4 separate regions of the Mus musculus genome follow, and regions 1, 3 and 4 are each linked to region 2. A link is a contact called in public Hi-C and HiChIP or PLAC-seq data. All regions are on one chromosome and are shown on one strand. Each heading gives the region's core, a stretch centred on a gene start, on an enhancer-like site or on the middle of the called end of the contact. The rest is flanking DNA. Distances are from core to core; before and after follow the strand shown.

Region 1 (2,700 bases), core at 159-2,658, 640 kb before region 2:
TTCAGGCTACTCTGGAGGTGTAGTTACAGGCAGCTGTGAGCTACCAGCTGTGAGTGCAGAGAGCTGAAGTTGAGTCCTCTGCAAGAGCTGTATGTGCTCTACACCACTGTACCATCTCTTCAATCTCTAATTTTTCTCTTTATTTTGTCAGTTTTACTTACGGAAATTTGTTAAGATGGAGCTTTCTCTTGCTTTCATACATGGCTTTGAGGATGGACTAGGAATTCTCTGGCCCTTTGTCCCCTCATCATTAAGTGGAGGTTTGGGATCGCCCTTCAAGCTCTGATGATTCTGTGAGAATGTCTCTGACTTCGTGAGGAACTACAGACACAGCTTTTCGGGGTAGCGACCCAAACACCGAGGTGATAGTTCTGCCGAGTTAAACTCACAGGCTAGCATAGTCAAAATGTCAAGCTTTCAGTTCAGTGAGAGACTGTCTCAAGGGGATATGGCAGAAAGTGAGAGAAAAATACCCAATGGATATTCTGCTTGACCATTCGTATGTAGGGGCATGCATACCTGAACACATACAAACTCACACACCAAGATCTCATTAAGCAGCCTAGGCTGGCTCCAAACTCATAATCCATCTACCTCTGTCCCTGAGTTGCAGGGTACAGGTATATATCCCCATGCATGACTTAAGATATCTTACAATAGCTATATGCCTATCTTAATCCATTAGGGAAAAAAACCACAGCTGTTACTTCAAAACGGTGATCTCATGGACATTAGTGCTTAGGGTAAGATCAAGCTTAGAGAAAGTATTAGATGGTTAAAATAAAAATCACAACTCGATAAAATCAAGTAAGTAATTGCCTACATGGTACTGGAATGTAGCAAAATTATGACTTAAGTTTGAAGCATGCTGTTAGAAAGGCTTTAAAGATAAAAAATAATAATTCATTCAATTTAATAGGAAACATGTAAGGCCCTGGGAAATATTCATTTTTATTTTTTCCCAATAAACCCTGTGTTTTTGTTTGTTGTTTGTCTTTTTTTTTTGTTGTTGTTGGTTGAAAGAAAGCTTTTTAGGTTCATTTTGCCATTAAGGTAGAGTTTCTGTTCTAGAGAAATTCTAAAAATCAAAACCTCTCCTAAGATATTGTCTCTATTTTTATTTTTAAACAAGCAATCTCTGTATGTCAGAAGGCAGAGAAGGACACGAAGCAAGAGCAAGCATCGAGCAGAGTCCGCCCAGGCAGCGCCCGCCCAGGCAGCGCATTATGATAATGTGCACAGAACCAGCTGGACACTGAGTTAAGCTGACACTGTGTTGTCAAGGGCAGCATCACCCATCAATTTCCGAGATAGGATTTGAGTTCAAATGGCAGAGAGAGCAGCAACTCTGTTGAGGCTGATGCGTGGGGGAAGGGTGGGGAAGGCAGGACAGGAACCCAGCACGGCTTAAAGGCAGGAAGTCCTGGTGCCTCCGGAAGCCGGTGGCTGCTACCTTCCGGTGTCTGCTACCTTCCCTTCTAACTTTAAATCTGTCAGAAAGCCCCACCTGGGTCCTTGCATGATTAGAGTCTTCTTCATGGGGTGGGGGTGGGATGGGGTGTGAGGGGGTATGGCTGTGTGTGGGTTACTGATACTAATTTTAACTCCCAAGAGAATGGGGTACCAGCTGCTTGAACCGAGGCCAGCGCAGCCCAGGAAACAGGACTCTACGTGGTCTCTTATCCATGGAGGAAGCACATTGTGGGTATAGCGGCAATCGTTTGTTTTGTTTGTTTCTTGTTCTTTGGAGACAGGGTCTCCCGGAGCCCAGGCTATATAGTCAAAGCTGGCCTTGAACTCCCTGCTCTTCCTGCTCCTACCTCCTAGATGCCACATTCACAGGCATGAGCTGCCCAGCTTTGTAAGAGGTGGTTTGTTAGTGCAGGCTGGAAGGATCCTCAACTTTTACTCCACCCACTTCAGTTCTTTCACAACATCAGACCATCAATGATTGCTCATTTGCTTTCCATTCGGTCGTTTATCTGGTCAACAAATATTTACCGGCTCTCTGCCTACTATATTAGATAAGAGAGGGGCAGAGGAGAGCAAAGCCGGGGCCAGCACTAACATGACGAGGTACACAGCTATGTGTACATACCAATTCATATGCAGGAAACAATGATAATCTCGATGATTTAATTGGCAATGTTGATAAGGGCTGTGAAAGAGAAATACAGGTTGCTAAGAAGGCTTAATACAAGGGACCCAGCAGAGTCTGAGGAGTCGGGAAGCTTCTCATATTTGAATGAGTAGCAGTTAGTGAAGTGAAGACGAAAAAAAGTCAATAGGTTGTTTGACTATTACATTGGGATAGACCATTAGACATTTGAGGGGAGAAGGGTGGTGTAGGTCTAAGAATTGCTTCTGAGAAGTGAACTTAGAAATTTTACATGTGTTAGTGTCTCTCTTTTGGTTGGACAAAGAAGTCCATTGTTTCCTTTCCAATCTTGTGGTGAGTGCTACAGCTCCTGGTCCAATAGATTGCACACTACAGATCTGGGCCTGTGTCTCTAGGGATGCTGATTTTGCTGCTGGTGCATGTGGTCTAGTGATGAGTGTTTTGGGAAAAAAAATATTTTTTTAATGCTCTTAACAGCCAGGGGAGGGCAATGCAGTTATAGAATCCACTTAAAAATAAGGGAAACTGAGGCCAACTGTTAAGGAGTTGGGTGTGGCTAAATGAAGAGTCAAGTTGGTTTC
Region 2 (2,700 bases), core at 96-2,595:
AAATAAAGATTAAAAGTGCCACAATAGTGCAGTCATGAGATCCACTGCAGCTGTCTATATTGAACCTGTACAAGACTGAGCCCATCCATACTCATTTTGTTTAAGATTTATTTATTTATTTATTTATTTATTTATTTATTTATTATGTTATATGAGTACATTGTAGCTGTCTTCGGACACACCTAAAGAGTGCATCAAATCCCATTACAGATGGTTGTGAGCCACTATGTGGTTGCTGGGAATTGAAATCAGAACATCCGGAAGAGCAGTCAGTGCTCTTAACCACTGAGGCATCTCTCCAGCCCCATACTCAATCATTAATGGGAAAGGACTTATAGGGTTATGGGGACCTGCATCTCCGAGCTGAACTACTGGTTACTGATGGATGCCCAGGAGATGGATAGTCACTGGTTTCTGTTGTGTACCCACCGTTGAGCTCATCAGAGGCCATGGGAGAATGCTGCCTACTGACTTGCTCCCAGTGGCTTGCTCCATTTAGGTTTTAGAGAACCCAGGACCACCTACATGTGGATAGTACAACCCCACAGTGGACTGAACCCTCTTCCATCAAGAAAATGCCTCACGGACTTGTCTACAGAACAGTCTTATGGAGGCATTTCTCAATCTCTTTCCAGGTGACCCTTGCCTGCATCAAGTTAACAAAAAATGTAACCAGCCCAGGCAGAGATAGGATTCAAGGGTAGACGCACTGCCACTAAGCCGGAGCACCTGTAGTTATATATCCCAAGGACATACATGGTGAAAAGTTAGAAGTTGTCCTCTGAGGTCTGTACACATAAAGTACATTCATACATGTAATGACATACATGTAATTGTTTTTAAAGGCAATGAAGAAGGGGGAGCCATAGACTTGAAAAGATCTATAACATTTAAAAATCATATACACGAGCAAGACTAGAGGATGAGGTAATGTCCACAGCTGATAAAGCCATAGACCAGTGTAAGACGCGGGTCATTAAAAAGTAGTTATTTTCAGAGAAGGGGACTTGTTACAGTTGGGACAGACAGAGTTACATGTGCAGGCAGCTGTTCCACTTCTTCATTTGTGGAGTGACTGTAATGTTATTTACTATCTACCAATTCAACAAGCTGCACACTGGCTTTGTTTTTCTAGATGTCTAATTTCAGGGATGTGTGTTGAAAACTTTAATTACGGTGATAATTCACTTGCTTTGCGCATGAAGTTACTGTTCGGACACGACTAAGATGCAGTCCCCTAAGCAAAGGCCTACGTTTCCTTCCCTTTTTGAAAGAACTGGGATATCATAACTAGCGCCTGTCCATGGTTCCTTGATTAGACACACAGCAGAACCCACTGAAGCCTCACTGAAAGGTCTGTGACTTGGTTAAGAGAAAAGGCAAACACTCCACATACTACACCATGATGCACTTCCTCCATGATGCCTCTCCCTGCCAGGGAGAGGCTTCAAGTCTCCAGTCCCAGGATGGGAAGCTTACTGCTTTATGTTCCCCAGTTTTATAGTCCAGGCTCTTCTGTTTGTATTTCTTATACTCTTTGGAAATGTCATACATGTATCCAATATATCTACCTCCCACTCCTTCCCTGCAACTCCCCTTGGCCTTCCCTCAACACAACTTCTTCGAAATTTTAGGTCCGTCTGTCTGTCTTTTCCTCTCTCTCTCTCTCTCTCTCTCTCTCTCTCTAACTAGTTCTGCCCATATGTGTGAGCAGCCTACCCATGGCTACAACCCCAAAGAAAGTTGACTCTCCCTCCCCCTGAATGTATCAGCAGCCAGCCATCTGCCCCTCGGCTGAGAATGGGGCCTCAGGAGCCCTCCCTGCCTCATTGCTCCACACTGGATTAACTGACTTAACCGTGCTCTTTTCCAGGGTCTGGCACCAACCAGCCTTCCCACCTTCCCCATTCCCTGCTTCTCAGATACTTCACTCCACCTAGCTGCTCTACTTTGGGACTTCAATTTTCTGTCCGTCTTTTCCTTACTTCCCTCTTCATGGCTCCTCTACTCAATTTTCCCCTTTCCTTTGCCTCAGTACTACTTCAGTTATCCTTTAAGATACAGCTCTGTCCCCACACTCTAAAGTAATGCTTTCTTAGTCAGCCCCATTTTCCTTTATGTGCATTTCAAGATTGTCCAATACCACTATTAGACACTTGGTGTATCTCACTTGTAAGAGCATTTATTATTATTATTTTTTTTAGGGTCATCTGCCAATTTGTTTTGTATTAAGTCTGAGGCTATAACTGGTCCATTGTACATTTTTAAAGAATGCCGTCTGTGATGCTTTTTAGATGGGTAGTGGATAAGTGACTGGGTGAGTGGGGTGGATAGGTAGCTGAACTGGTAGTGGGTAGGCGTGTATGAACAGGTGAATGGACAGATTGGTGGATGGATAGATGGAAGAGTGGATGGGTGGATGGATAGATAGGTGGGTGGGTGAGCAGGGTGGACAGGTGGGTACATAGGTAGATAAACTGGTAGCCGAGTGGATAGGTGAATGTATGAATAGATGGATGGATGGATGGATGGATGGATGGATGGATGGATGGATGGATGGATAGGTGGGTGAGTGGGTGGGTAGGTAGGTGGTTAGACACATGGATAGGTTGCTGGATGGATAAATGGATGAATGGATGGTTAGAAGGGTGGATGGGTAGATGGATAGGTGGGTGGTCAGTAGATGATTTGAAGAACAAA
Region 3 (2,700 bases), core at 155-2,654, 770 kb before region 2:
CTTCAGATATTTCATAATTAAGCATCATCCTGTTCTTTCTTTTCGTTTTGGTTGCTGCCTAAACCTACAGTACCTATGAACCTCTCCAGTGCAGGCAACACTCATTCCATGAGGGTATAATTAGCCAGCAGAGATCTGTCCTAGAAAAACCATCAACTGCAATCAGAAATCCTGTGTCTCTCAGGGAAAGGTGGTGACTGAGATGGGACTCCATCATTTTACATGGCTTCCAAAGATGAGCAGCAGAGAGTTTGCAGGAGTTTTCTGAAACATCAGAACAGGGTAGGATGGGTTCATTTGCAAGTCTAACCCTTGCTTGCACGGGTTGAAATTGGCTTGAAACCAATTTGACCTCATGTGAAACCCTGGCTGTTTTGTGCTGGACAAAACAATGTGGCTTGGCTACTGGTGATACCAAACAGGGAGGGCTGAAGTTTTATGCTGTTGACTGAGACCTGAGTTTGAATCTTACCTCTGCCAATTACTGGATATAAGGTCTAAAGTTGATATAAATGCATTCCAGTTACTTCTCTGCAGTGCCCGCTCCCCTCTGAGGATTGCAGGATAAAAATAGACCCGGCACACACCGGCCTGTGTTGATTCAGGTTATTTCCCCCTTAGTAGTAATTCAGTTTCCTTTTATGTGTATTCAAGGCTCCACAAGTCCTAGTGAAAAATGGTCTGAGGAATGAGTAGGCAAGAAGTGCAGAGTGTCTCCATCTTGGACTTGTGCTCATAGGTTGGTGTCCAGAAAGAGTGTTCAGTGCTTCCTAGTCACAGACACAGAGAGACTGTCCAAGAGGTTAGCGGGCCATACGACCTCTGCGCCTGCCACACTCTTACCAGCCTGCACTGGCTTGGCAGGAAGCTTGAGGTTGCTGAAGTAAACCCCCTATTTCTCTTTAGGCCTGAACAGACACCAGTAATCATTATCAAACAGATCAAACAGCACCCTCTTGTTAAGTAGGGGCCACCCTGAAGAACAATTCCTCACACGCGATGGTTTATCCATTTTCACGGGGCCAACTCACAAAGGCAAATGAATTAAAAGCAATTTGGAGTTGCATTCAGTATTCTCAAGGCAAAAAGCGGCCTCCAGCATCTTTGCTGAGAGTCTTGGAAATCCGTGTCTTCGACAAGCCAGTCTCTCTGGCCTCGGTGATCGGCTTCTATTCAACCCGTGATTTAACTGGATTGATCGGAAGTAAGTCCTGAACTCTAAAGGAGGGTCCTCAGCTGGCAGCCCCGAGGCTGTGCCCTGCTCTGCCCCATGACTATGTGAGCGTTTACAGATGAGGTAGGAACCGAAAGTGGCAAACAGAACAGCCTGAGAAAATGATGGTCAATCGAGTAGAAAAGTCCACTATTTGCATCAGTACAATAATACACAGGCACACAAGATTTTCAGTTCCTCAAACCCGAGGAGTGGCCAAACAGTACCGTGTGAAGTCTGACATCCTGCTATACATATATATGTTGGGCAGGCTGGAAAAATATAGTAAAATCCCCTCTTGTGTGAGGGGACCTCTGCATAGTTCTCCCTAATTATGGAGGCTGCTGCTCTCTCCTCTTCTTTTTGTTTTCCCCTTCATTTTTGCCCTTGCCTTCTTCTCTTTCCCTCCCCTCCCCTTTCTCGTCCATTTTCTTGTGATTTCAGGTTGTTAGTAAACTCAATTATGAAATCCTAGCTTTAAAGTCAGCTCAGGGGGCAGCAAGATGGACCAGGTGGTAAGGGCAGTGACTTGAGTATCTTCCCTGGAATCCACATGGTGGGAGGGTAGAAGTGGTTCTTAAAAGTTGTTCTTGGAACCTCCAGACTTGTGCCATGAATGGCAACAGGGATGCCTCTGCTCCCCACATTCCCAACACAATCAAGAGACGATGAAAACATTTCAGTAAGATCTAAGGCTACACTACGTGACTTTAGGCATCCTCAGCACATGTTAATCCCTCCCGTTGTCCCCATCCACTCTCCTAAACCTTAAGATGCCCAGCTCTTATAAAACTTTGAAGTTCTCACTCTCTAATACACAGAACATTAACAATCCTTAAAGACAATGAAGGAAACCTGTGGCTGGCTTCTTATCTTTCTCAAGGTAAGAGGTTTGACTATTCTCTTCAAAGCTTTCCTCCTCCTCCTCCTCCTCCTCCTCCTCCTCCTCCTCCTCCTCCTCCTCCTCCTCCTCCATTCCTTTCCTCCAGTTGAAAATATAGAGCAAGACAGAAGTGGCCTTGCAGAGATTTGAACTTGTGACTCAAAGCACTGATTTCATGCAAGAGACCCATGATGTCTGGGCTGGGAGATCAAAGCCCTTGGTTTTGGCCTCACAGCTTCTGCTGTTTCTTTCTGGTACAGGATGAGGGTTTATGTCTTTATTTATCTATGGGGCTAGCAGAATCCCAGTCTGTCGTAATGGTAAATAAAACGTGTTGGAGTTACTATGGAGAAGAAAGGAGCAATTACAACTGCTTAAAACAGTATTAAAATATACTTAAGCAGAGGTTTGCCACGTAAACACACAATTAAAGCAGGAATTTGTGATGGATGCAGGAGTTTGACGGTCCCAGACATACTGTTTACTGGGGTAGTTAGCAGATGGATACGTCAACTGATCCCAGATGTGCAGCCTTTAAATGGGAACACACATCTTACTGGTGATGTATGCCTGCAAGTAGCAACAAATTACTTTCTGTTTAACT
Region 4 (2,700 bases), core at 8-2,507, 610 kb before region 2:
TTATTCTGAGCTCCCACAGAGAAGATCCAAGCTTCTGTAGCCTATGATTCTACTGGTAAACTGAGGCATGGAATGTGGCAATTGCAGAGCCCAGAGTCTGTGTTCAAAGCCCTTTATTGTACTTGAGAGTTTTTTTTCTGATGATTAGTGTTAATTAGTTTTCCATAAACAATAACAAACTGCCCCTTCCCTTTTCTCTATCCCGCTGAGTCTTTACACTCGATTTCTTTTTCTTTTTTTTTTTTTTCTTTTTTTTTTTCTTTTTTTTTTATTAGGTATTTAACTCATTTACATTTCCAATGCTATACCAAAAGTCCCCCATATCCACCCACCCCCACTCCCCTGCCCACCCACTCCCCCTTTTTGGCCCTGGTGTTCCCCTGTACTGTCGATTTTTTTTTCTTACTTGACTTTCTAATGTGGCAGATAGTTAGTTCAGGGTTGTGAAGCTGGTGCGGGAAATTTGGCATTGTGTGTGTGTGTATGTGTGTGTGTGTGTGTGTGTGTGGTGTATGTTCTAGTTCTCTTTTTGCACATGGCTCAGCACTTCGCATTGCTTTTCTTTTATATAAAGCCAGTGGCTAGAGGACACACATGTAGGCTGCTGGTGGAGTTGCTTCTGAGCTCTGCTGGGGAGCTGTTCTCAGCTTAGCTTCCCAGAGAGAACAGTTGTGTGCTTCCAGTGCTCCAGACATGGAAGGTAAAGGAGCTACTAGGGATGAGATTGATGTTTTCAAAGGCAGAGAGAGAGGGTAAAGTCCAGAAATTATTGTAACATGATAAGCAGTCTAGAGAAAGAGGACAGTTGTGGCATGATGATGACAGCCATTAGTCAGGGGAGCTTGCTGCTTCTAATTGGTTAGGTTTCTAAACCTTCCTGAAATTCACTCTCCTTACTTATGAACCACTTAATAGCCATGCCTGCCCCCTGAAGTCTATCGGGCACAAGTCCCCGGAAGAGCTTAGGTTAGTGCTGAGCGCACCGCGAGAAGGCCACAACAGGTCAGCGTTGCTTAGGTCATCACCTTCATTATTGAGTACGAGGGAGCTATGGAGAGCACATGCTGTTGTTCCTCAGAGAAGATAGCTCTCCCAAAGACATGCCTTCCCCCAGGACTCTACAACGTGTTTTTCTTAGCACTCCAACTGTTCATGGATCATGCCTCCCTGCTCCTAGTGTCCTTTGGATGCCACAAGAGACCACACACAGACCCATGCTTCCTCTCCGGCCTTCCTGACTTTGCAGGTGGTTTCTTCAGACTGCTGCCTCCACAGCTGCTCTGCCTGCTCCAGTCCTCTCTGCTCTTTCCCCTGCTTCTGTCACGTAGAGCCCCATTTCTCCACCTCCACATCTGGATCTCTCTCTCTCTCTCTCTCTCTCTCTCTCTCTCTCTCTCAGAGACATCTTTGCCACCCATAGTTTGTGATGAGCCTGTGTCTTTTGGGCCCACACCACAGGGCTCTTCTGGCTCTCCTGTCTGAGTTTGGGGTAAACAAACACTCATATAGGCAGCTGGAAAGGACCATATTTTTGCTTCCTGGTAGCTGGGTAGTCTCTCCAGGCCATGAAGACTCAGTCCATGAGTCTTCCATCATCATACAGTCCCTAATGGTTTCCCTTGACTGTAATGTGCATGTGTATTTGCTGTTGAGGGGTTGGAGGAAATAGAGAGGGAGTCAGAGGAAACTGAACTTCACCAAAGAACACTTAACCAAAGAGGCTACTTCTGTTAACCTTTGGAGCTTTCCTCTGTGCAGTTACACATCTAATACATAGTACTCCACACTGGCATTCTTCTACTTTTCATTTTGATAATAGTTTCCCACAGTAGTTTATTTATATTATTACTTCCTGTGAAAGCAGAAGGGATGAGCACACATATACACAAGGAAGATAAATAAATCACATTTAAAGTTGTGTAAGTTTAGGAATAAACACTCTTTTAGTGTAGACATTTTATTATTACTGTCTTAACTTCTTTTCATTTTAGATTTATTTTTATTTTGACTTGTGTGCTTGTGTGTGTGCATATGCATGTGTGTGTGTTTGTGTATGCATGTACATGTGTGTGCAGTACCCCAAGAGACAGGAAGAGGGCATAAGATTCTCTAGCTGGATTGATTTAAAAGCAGTTGTAGGCTACCCAAGGACTTTGTTCTCTAGAAGAACAGCAAGTAGTTTTAACAACTAAGCCATTTCTCAAACTCTTTAATACCTTAAAATATTTACTTCATTTCTTATTGAAGCCACAAATGTTGAGCAGTGTTCCTTTTCCTTACCATATAGAAACCATATAGACAGCAGCCCGTGCTCCTGTTGGGATATAAGTGCAAAGCTAGTCGAGTTGTCACTTTGATAGTGAGTTATTTGGTGAGTGTTCTAATATTACTGGGTTAAGAAGAATGGATTCCTGTAAGGGTAATTGTGCCTACTGGAGTCAAACATTTAGTAGAGTTATGAGCATATTTACACATGGATTTATTTCAGGAATGTTTAGAATATTATGTATGGAAGACATTCATTTCATAACATATTTTTAGATTTGTTTATTTTTATTTTTTGTGTATGAATGCATTACCTACATGTTTGTATGCATACCATGGGTACACCTGGTACCTATGGAGGTCAGAAAAAGACATAGAATCCCCTAGAACTGGAATTACATATGGCCTCCATATGGGTGTTGGATACTGAAAACT

The links. HiChIP or PLAC-seq counts read pairs in DNA pulled down with a chosen protein or histone mark. Hi-C and Micro-C count contacts between places; a contact is called where the count stands out from the background.
Region 1: an H3K27ac HiChIP or PLAC-seq map of large pre-B cells shows a contact between it and region 2, with 14 times the contacts expected there. The contact joins two enhancer-like sites. A contact is called at or near these places in 1 of 39 promoter capture datasets (the C10 cell line), 2 of 15 datasets of contacts at CTCF or cohesin (large pre-B cells and pro-B cells), 8 of 484 Hi-C or Micro-C datasets (the C10 cell line, cortical neurons, embryonic fibroblasts and 4 more) and 2 of 115 datasets of contacts at active chromatin or transcription factors (embryonic basal ganglia and large pre-B cells).
Region 3: a contact with region 2 is called in a Hi-C map of B cells, with 2.9 times the contacts expected there. The contact joins two enhancer-like sites. A contact is called at or near these places in 3 of 15 datasets of contacts at CTCF or cohesin (large pre-B cells, pro-B cells and stem cell-derived epiblast-like cells), 9 of 484 Hi-C or Micro-C datasets (B cells, CD4 T cells, brown adipocytes and 5 more), 1 of 115 datasets of contacts at active chromatin or transcription factors (large pre-B cells) and 1 of 9 other capture datasets (embryonic stem cells).
Region 4: a contact with region 2 is called in a CTCF HiChIP or PLAC-seq map of large pre-B cells, with 22 times the contacts expected there. The contact joins two enhancer-like sites. A contact is called at or near these places in 2 of 15 datasets of contacts at CTCF or cohesin (large pre-B cells and pro-B cells), 1 of 484 Hi-C or Micro-C datasets (uterus) and 2 of 9 other capture datasets (adipose tissue and embryonic tail).

Annotation. Positions count from the first base shown.
Region 1 is chr11:44,891,698-44,894,397 of GRCm38.p6, forward strand. All of the region lies in intron 8 of Ebf1 (early B cell factor 1), which reads left to right. Among named protein-coding and RNA genes, the nearest start is that of Gm51859, 200 kb to the right of the region's middle. Within about 2 kb of position 1,409, at least 71 of the 459 cell types and tissues checked have an H3K27ac peak or open chromatin away from gene starts, as enhancers often do.
Region 2 is chr11:45,530,201-45,532,900 of GRCm38.p6, forward strand. No RefSeq gene overlaps it. Among named protein-coding and RNA genes, the nearest start is that of Gm22284, 110 kb to the right of the region's middle. Within about 2 kb of position 1,346, at least 6 of the 459 cell types and tissues checked have an H3K27ac peak or open chromatin away from gene starts, as enhancers often do. A contact at or near this core is called in B cells, where this site is marked.
Region 3 is chr11:44,763,862-44,766,561 of GRCm38.p6, forward strand. The region is part of intron 6 of Ebf1 (early B cell factor 1); the gene reads left to right. Among named protein-coding and RNA genes, the nearest start is that of Ebf1, 150 kb to the left of the region's middle. Within about 2 kb of position 1,405, at least 23 of the 459 cell types and tissues checked have an H3K27ac peak or open chromatin away from gene starts, as enhancers often do. A contact at or near this core is called in B cells, where this site is marked.
Region 4 is chr11:44,919,089-44,921,788 of GRCm38.p6, forward strand. All of the region lies in intron 9 of Ebf1 (early B cell factor 1), which reads left to right. Among named protein-coding and RNA genes, the nearest start is that of Gm51859, 170 kb to the right of the region's middle. Within about 2 kb of position 1,258, at least 7 of the 459 cell types and tissues checked have an H3K27ac peak or open chromatin away from gene starts, as enhancers often do.